Regions from separate parts of the Triticum aestivum genome. Here region 2 is linked to region 1. Evidence: chromatin contacts called from public HiCAR-type data. All regions are on one chromosome and are shown on one strand. The core of a region is the stretch at or near the end of the contact, and the rest is flanking DNA. Distances in the headings are between cores, read along the strand shown. Region 1 holds the start of LOC123115280. Region 2 holds the start of LOC123114218 (ATP-dependent zinc metalloprotease FTSH 4, mitochondrial).

Region 1 (4,159 bases), core at 832-3,331:
CTGACACAGAACATTTGTTCGGTCTCAGGAAACACTTCACTAACTACATTAATGAGACCGTGCACATTACATGCAACACAAACAAAAAATAATAGTACAACAATGAAAACATCAGGCAAGATCATGGTTAAAAATAGGAAACTATGTTTTGTTTGTCTGACATTATAGTCCAAGGTACCGTGTTGGTGATGCCATGCCAAGATCTCTTTTAAGTGTATCCAGAAACCAGTTCCAAATTGGTGTGTCCTCCGCTTGAACAACATGAAAGGCTATAGTAAAGATGCACCCATTTGAGTCAACACCTACAACTCCAAGCAATTGTCCTCTATATCTAGTCTTAGTATGACAACCACCTTGAAAGATCACTGGCCTGCATCCCTGAAGAAAGCCTCTCCTGCAAGCATGAAGGCACATATATAGTTTTGTATACTTTGCTGCGCCATCAAGTGGTACGATACATAGAAGCTGATCTAAAGTTGGTCCTCCTTATCTCTTTGCCTAATTCCATAGCTGGTTGTGTTTGTCCTTCTTCGTCACCATGGATTATTTTCATGGACAGCCTTCTTGCCCTCTATAATTTCATCTTTCCAGGTGTCATGTGCCATTCTTTCCGAACAATCCTTGAAAAGTTCATGAGGTCCATGTGCTGGTTTGCCCTAAAGCTCTCCAATTTTTTTTGTGCATGGTAAGGATTTGTGAATCCCTTAATCTTCCACTTGTTGCTACAAGTGTGCCCATGCACATACCTTTTGATTGTGAATGCCTTTGTACTATTGTTGAAGAATTCTCGCAAGGAGCAAGTGCAATCTTCATCACACTTTGCTTTCAACCTTATCTGCATTATATTCATGTACATTATCGTCTTCCAAGACTTTTTTTGACCAGGTTTATGTTCATATACATCATCTTTTTCATAGCCTTTTTTTGTGAGGTTTATCTCCATCTACATTTTCTACATAGAATAGAGGTCATCATCTTCGTAACCTATTTCGTGAACGACCTTCTTGTTGCCACGCTCTGAAGTGAACGCAAGCTTTAGTTGATCAACAACAAACTGGCATATATTGGTTTCCGTTATTCCATTGACATCCATGACCGCCGGGAAGCTTTTTGGGGAAATACTTAAACTAGTTGAAGGGGCAAGGAAGCACGAAAAAATAAGAGCTAGCCAAGCACGGAGAAAGTCATCATCATAAGATCCTCCCATGTCTATGATCATCTTGCACCATTCTGTGAGAGTTGGGGAGTTCTTGGATGTGATGTTGTAAATATTGTACATTGCCTTTGTGATTTCAGGCCGATTGTCGAAGCACACTTTCTTGCCCCTATTTGGCAAACCCCATATCCTATGGACACTTGCGGCATCTACATGAATCTTCCCCCTTTCTGGAATGACTATCTGCGAAATCTCAGGGTCATAATGCTTCATTATCCACTGGCTAAGATCTCCGGGCATGCTACTTGCTGCAAGGTCCAGAATTCCACCAAATTCTTTTCGAATGATGACACCCTTTTGGTCAGGAACCAAGTCCTTGTTCAACTTGAAGAGCCTTGCAGGGGATGCCCTGTTCCTACGACCCTATTAAACATGGGGAAGAAAAGGATTAGCAAAAGGAATTAAATGTTCATCACAGCATAGGCAACTTAGACATCATTGCTGGGCAACTGCTTAGTGAAACTGAGGCAACTACGCAAATACCTCAGTTCCTCCCGTCTTCTGGCGTTTTGGTTTTGGAGGTTGGTCAACATCTGCACCTTTGACATTTGTATTCCCAGCATCTGTAGCTTGGCTCTCGTTACTATTCTCGTTACTAATAATATCATCAGGACGCTTCCCCCATGAAATAATTGCTTTACTTCTGTGACGCTTGACCCCAGTTATTGGTGCACTGCTCCGTGGCTGGAAGATAGAAACCACATAAATCAATAAAAAAATGGAAAACACAATCTATTATGTACAGAAAGAACATATAGCATGTGCACACCTGTGTTTGATGCTCTTTATTCCCATGATATGCAAGGTCATCATGGCTTGATCCATCAGGTCCACCCTGTTTTGACTTATGACTTGTCCCAGCCATCTATTTTCTGCTGCATATATAAAGGACAAACAATTAGCATCATCATAAAAAGACATAAAAATGGTTCTGGAAAAAGTGTATATCATGCAACAAATTCATTTGACTAAAATTCTTGCTAAACTAAGCAAACAACAATTTACAAAAAAGTGGACCCTGAAATGGGTTGTAAACTATCTGATTTTCACTATGTTACAACATTAATACAAAAGTACATACAAAAAACCTAAGTAAAACATGACTACAGGGAGCAAGAAACAACTGTTGCACATCAATCACCAGGCAACACATGATGGCATTTCAGGAAAATGAATAAGAAATCTCGAGCAAGCTTGAGATTACACAAATGCGGTAAGAACGTATAGTGGCTGCTAGGCAATACATGATGGCATTTCAGGCAAGTGACTAAGAAAGCTTGAGCAAGCTTGAGATTACACAAATGCAGTAAGAACATATAGTGGCTGCTAGGCAACACATGATGGCATTCCAGGCAAATGACTAAGAAAGCTTGAGCAAAAGCCAGGCATTGCACAAAGACACTAGGCAAAAAACAGTTGAGGGCATGTCAGGGCAACTAACTAACAAAATTTGAGCAAGCCAGACACACTAGGCAACAGTTGAGGGCAATTCAGGCAACTGACTAACAAAACTCCAGCAAAAAAGCCTGACAACTCAATCACAAAACTTAAGCAAACTGACATATCTATAAAAATAAACACGAGCGTCGAACCACAACACATAAACCTGACACACAAACATTTCAACAACGGGAACCTACAGCATAGGGGCATTTGTTGCATGAAAAAAAAGTGCTAGGCAACTATATGAGCATCATATGAGCAGTTGTTGCGCAAGTCAGTAGACCAACAAACTGTGCATGAGAATATTTCCCTGCCTCTCCCTCCACACGCCACGACATCCTACTGAGCATCACCAAGCCTTGAATGCACCCCAAATCCTATCTCACCAGCACCCAAAACCAAATCTAACGAGTGCTCAATCCGTTTCAACTCAGTTAACCTATGCATAATCTCTTCCTAATCTCTTACAATGGCAAAGGTACTCGGTGATTTCGCCTAAAAACTCAGGAGATCTAACAAGCCTACAAAAAATGGAATCGAGATGAACTGACCTGTGATTCTGCCCTCCGCCAAACAGGAAGGCGATTCTGCTCCTCCGCGCGAACCACACGGCGAAGACGCGCGCGGAGGGTCCTCCTTGCCCGCGTCTCCGGTGCTGCAGCGCCTTCTGCCTCAGAACAAATCTCTTCGCACGACACCACGACCAGATGCCACCTGGCGCAGACGACGAGGCAGCGCCACCATTGTAAGAGATTAGAAAAGCAAATCTCTCTGCTAACCGCGGGGCACGGGAAAGCAAAGCACAGACCGGTGGTACGGACGCACCACCAGAAAACTGCCGTGCCACTCCACTCCGCTCCGGCAGTGCGCACACCGCCGTTTTCCGCCCACACAACACAAGGCCAGCCAGCCACGCGCCCACACACAAAGTATAGATCTGCCGACCGAGCGCCGCACGTCGCTGCTCCGCTCCCGATCGAGACGGGCCACACGGCCATCCACCGCACCGCCGGAGTAGGTGCGGCTTCATTCCATCCCATCATCATCCCGTCCGAGGCGCCACCTCACTCCATCTCTTCTTGCACGCCGGCCCCACTCCAGCCCAGCCCGGCCCATCTCATCCCATCCCCCATCGGCCCCGCCGCACCGCAGCAATTATTCTCCTCCGCTACCTCCGCGGTGGCCAGCACACCACACCACACCACGCTTCCCTTGCCTTGCTCCCCCACCTCCACACCCATCTCATTCCCCCCTCTCCCCATCCCCAATGGCGCCGACCTCCGAGCCCTAGATAGATCCCCCGCGCGCAGCCGCATGGCGGAGCACGCCGCCCGCCACCTCCGCCGCCGCGGCCCCGTCGCCGGCTGGTGCTGCTCCTTCGCCGGCGTCCCGCCCAGCCCCGACCACCGCCTCCACCCCCACCGCACCCTCTCCCACGCCGCCGCGCCGCCAACCGCAGGATCTGTGTGCACCGGCGGCGAGGGCCCGCGGAAGCAACCA
Region 2 (4,159 bases), core at 495-2,994, 74 kb before region 1:
AAATGTTGCTACGAAGAGAAGCGGCCTGAGAGTGCACGCCCCGTATCCTCTGCCCAGCAGAGGTTGATCGGTACCTCTGTAGTAGGTTTCTAAGCACACTACCTGCATTAATTAAGCACCAGTCAGAAACTGACTTTCTCCATGGCGACAGCCGACAGGGTAACCAACTTGGCGTATAATAACGTAATAAGATCCCAAGTTTATACAGAAGAAGAAAAACAAACCATCTGTCTATTGTAGTAATATTGGGCACAATTAAGTGGGGCTTCTTTTAGTTGCCAGTTGCCACATAGGTATACTGACTAAAGCAGCAATTTATGCGGTGGAAACAGCCATATATATATACCTGCGCTGGTAGTTGTATTTGCAGCAGGTGTCCTCAGAGAAGGAACGGAGGCCGCTGACACAATCTCGCTGCAAATCGCATTCGCCGACCGATGCCTCGCAAGATGCCTTGCGGCCTGTGACACACACACATAGGCAGGCAAAGATTAAGTTGAGCAAAAGGGGATAAAGAAAATTGGCAACCAGTAAAGCAGCATCGATCTTTCAGCGTGTTTCTGGAATGCAGACACTGCCTCTTGCAGTTGCAGAATCAGCGTCATGCATACAAGAATTCCTGACAACCTCGACGAACTCTAGCCAACGATCGCAATGCATCCTCTACAATGGCGCAATTTTGTCTCTCCACAGTAAAGGATTCATGCCAACTCGTCCGTCTACCAAACTAGATCCGCCGGACCAAAATACGACAGGGGCGGAGACTGGATCCCTGAAATTTTCATGCAAGCGCACATGAACCTACTTACCCTCGCGCGCGCTCTTCCTCCTCCCCGCCCGAGGCGCCTTCCGCCAGAGGCTGGGGCCGGAGGAGCATCCCGCCGTCGTGGAAGCGCCCGTCGGCTGACGACGACGGGAAGCGGGGCGAGAACTGCGACTTTAAACCTACGGCGAGGGCTCCGAAGAAGCACCCGACGCGGTGGTGCGGAACGGGTTCGGGGGTGGGAACGGGCGCCGCGCCGACGACCGGCGGTGCCGCACCCGCCGTCGGCGCGAGTCGTGGATGTCGCCAACTTATTTTTTCCTTGAAACAAATTATTTTCCAGACCGGCCCGGAGCGCATTAGCTTTCCTTACACGGGCTTCGGGCCGTCCAAGCGGGCCATGACCCAAGACAAAAGAATTCGTGGAGAAAGAAGGCAGATCGAGCACAGTAGCCCACAACGATCAAACAAAATCAACTGTTTGGCTAAAAAATCAAATCAATTGTTATTTTTGCTGATTATGATTACAATTCTGTGTATTATATTTTTTTACAGTGATCATCATGGTAGTTGCTGTATTTGGTTGTTTTCCCTATATAAAAGTTGATCAAACTTTGCGTGCCATGGACGGTACAAAATTTGTGTGCCTTCTTTTCAAACATGGAGGTACAAGAAAAGATACGGGTTGCTGCTGTTGAGGGAAGAAAAATGCGAAAAAAACGTACATTGCTAAGAACACAAAGACAAGAAAAAGGAAAAGAAGGGGGAGACACAAACCTTGCAAGCAGCGGAGAAGGCGGCGCGCCATGCCATTGCCATGGAGGACGATGCGCGCGTTAACGTCGTTGGCTCGGACCCATGTTCTTTTCACCGTTGTTCAAATGAAGGAACGGTAGTAGAGGTGGAACACGATCGAAGCAGCTTCGTCGTGTATGCATGCTACTCCTTGTTTACCATTATATATATGTTTCTCTAGCGTAGACCATGCAAGACTAGAGACGAGGGCCATTGACTACGTGTTTGCGTATATATACATGGCAATTGCATGGGCAAGTTAATAGTGCTGCATGCTTGGACGGCAAGGTAGGCTAGCTCGAGCTAGCTAGCGAGTGCACGGTAAATTTGGACCTAGCTAGGTTGACGGTGCGTGCGTGGTAAGCCTTGGTGTGAATTAATTTAGACTTTGGCCATACGTTGTCTTGTGAACCAAGTAGATAGTATATACACGTCCGTCCGTCTATCGGTCTATGCATGCTTGGGAGAGGGTTCGATTTGTCTTCAAGAAAGAAACTCGATTAGCGCTCTCAGGCAGACGATCTGTGGCGACCCTCCTTAGTACAACGGTACTATTTCAGACGCTACCTCTCGTTCGCATCAGCAAAGGTTTCGTGGTGTAGTTGGTTATCACGTCAGTCTAACACACTGAAGGTCTCCGGTTCGAACCCGGGCGAAGCCATCTTTTTTTTTTGCAATTTAATTTTCCCGTTTACTAGTTCTAGTTCGTCCATGGCTCGTATACGTAGGTATGCTTCGACTCCGCTCTTCTGCTAACTTTTTTCCCTTTCAAAATGACTCCACCTGTAGGTGTGGATCTTATTGTTCATTAATTCGGTGCAGCTTTTTTCTTAAATGATTCGGTGCAGCTAAATCGCTAGCCACTACTCCCGTCCAAAAAACAAAAAAAACAACGCTAGCAAGTACAGCAGACACAAATTAACTTGCTGCTACACCATGGCATAAGCTATATTTTACGGCCCACGCAAAAAAAAAGCTATATTTTACGGGCACGTTTACAAGAAAGAGCACCGGAGCCAGCGAAACAAGTAGCTCGGCAGTCGGTAGCAAGAACTTTGGCGTGAAAGGCCACGTTCCCGGCTCGTCAGCGCATTCCTTGACAGCTCGGCGTCTGTCTCGAGCGTCGACGATGATTTTCGCCCTGGCCACCTCACCTCGAACGCAGTTCCAAATCGCTTTCTAGACAGACATGTTCAGCGCGAAGAGCATCCGATGAGGATGCCGCTTTCCAACGCCGCCGTGAATATCGCAATTCGCAAGAGCTGTCTCGGATGCACATGCCCACGCTTTCGGATGCGCCCACGCCGTGCTGGTGTGGACGCTGAGCTTGCGGGCCATGCATTTTGGGACGCGTCCACCGCCTGCGTCCAGGCTGCAATGTACTCCAGTACTCTGGGCCTCGTCTTTTCAGTTCTTGTTTTCTTTCTTTCTTTATTGATTTGGATTTTTAAAAATATCTGGCGTTTTACAAAAAATTGTAGAGATTTCAAAAGGTTCAGGAAATTTTAAAAAGTCACGTTTACAAAAAATATTTGCGTTTTTTCAAATAATGTTCAGAAATTACAATTGAATTTCTAAAAGACATTCGTGTTTTCAAAAATGGCTCACAACTTTAAAAAAGTTTAGAATTTCAAAAAAAAAAATCTGAAATTTAAAAAAAGAATCTGGTTTTTAAAAAATTGCTTGCCGTTCCAAAAAAATGAATGTGTCTCAAAAATATGTTTGCGTTTTTTAAATTGTTCCAATTCTTTATAGTAAAACGCTACAGTAGTGACGATACAACTGTTCACTACAGTCCCACTCCACGGTTCGTGCAATGAGTCGGCCCACCCAAGACGGTCTCGTGCGACAACCCTCCTATTTTTAACGCAAAGAGCGTCAAATTAGAGGCCTCAAAAAGGCCTACCCGTAGTCAATAATTGACGAGGGCCATCCACTAAACTTTCACGCTCGCCTCCAAGCCGGTCAAGATGAGACCAGTTTGACCAATCCACGAAGTCCATGTGTGCAACACCGATTCGACCAAATTTTCATGTGATGTTATTTGTAAAATGGCAAAATCCCCACCAACGTCGAAATCCCCAACCCGCAACCAATCCCTGCCCCCCACCCCTCAAATACCCATCCGCGCTGGCGCGCCCATCCGTTAGTTGCTGCCATCTCCAATCTTGCCACCCCATTCTCTCATCGGCAGCACATCCCTTTCTGTTGCCAATGTCCGCCGCTAGCTCTCCCCACTCTGTTGTCCGCCAATAGCCAGTGCTGGTACCCCTAATTTGGTGCCCCGTGTAATGCACCGGATACAACTTTTCGTATTCGTAACTTCAACTCTTGCCTTTTCCTGAGATGAGATATGATATTTCCTTCGTGGTTGGGGTTTTTGTCTTTTGTTTTGCTTTTGTTCATGTCTTGCATTTTATATCATAGCATCATGTGCATCGCATCCATATGTTTTCATAAAACCCGTACCCGTTCGTAGTTGCCGTGTTTCCCTCTTGCTTTAGTTGTCCTTTCCGAGACCAACCTTGTTCTTCGTTGTCCCTCTTGTCTGACCGCCTAACCCCCCTCTCTGCGCAACCACCGACCCCCTTTTGCGCGCGT

The links. HiCAR-type assays count read pairs that join an accessible place to other places.
Region 2: a contact with region 1 is called in a HiCAR-type map of leaf, with 5 times the contacts expected there. The contact joins the promoter of LOC123114218 here to the promoter of LOC123115280 in region 1. A contact is called at or near these places in 1 of 5 Hi-C or Micro-C datasets (leaf) and 1 of 1 datasets of contacts at active chromatin or transcription factors (leaf).

The regions. Positions count from the first base shown.
Region 1 is chr5B:685,701,098-685,705,256 of IWGSC CS RefSeq v2.1, reverse strand. It overlaps LOC123115280, which reads right to left and starts at 2,081. Exons shown (of 3, transcript XM_044536477.1): 1 at 1,986-2,081; 2 at 1,700-1,900; 3 at 953-1,579. The coding sequence starts at 2,081. The coding sequence ends at 953. It overlaps LOC123114215 (BTB/POZ domain-containing protein At2g13690), which reads left to right and starts at 3,453. Exons shown (of 2, transcript XM_044535599.1): 1 at 3,453-4,159. The coding sequence starts at 3,974.
Region 2 is chr5B:685,775,117-685,779,275 of IWGSC CS RefSeq v2.1, reverse strand. LOC123114218 (ATP-dependent zinc metalloprotease FTSH 4, mitochondrial) reads right to left here and starts at 1,744. Exons shown (of 7, transcript XM_044535603.1): 1 at 1,541-1,744; 2 at 347-461; 3 at 1-102. The coding sequence starts at 1,582. It overlaps TRNAV-AAC (transfer RNA valine (anticodon AAC)), which reads left to right and starts at 2,146; the gene lies at 2,146-2,219.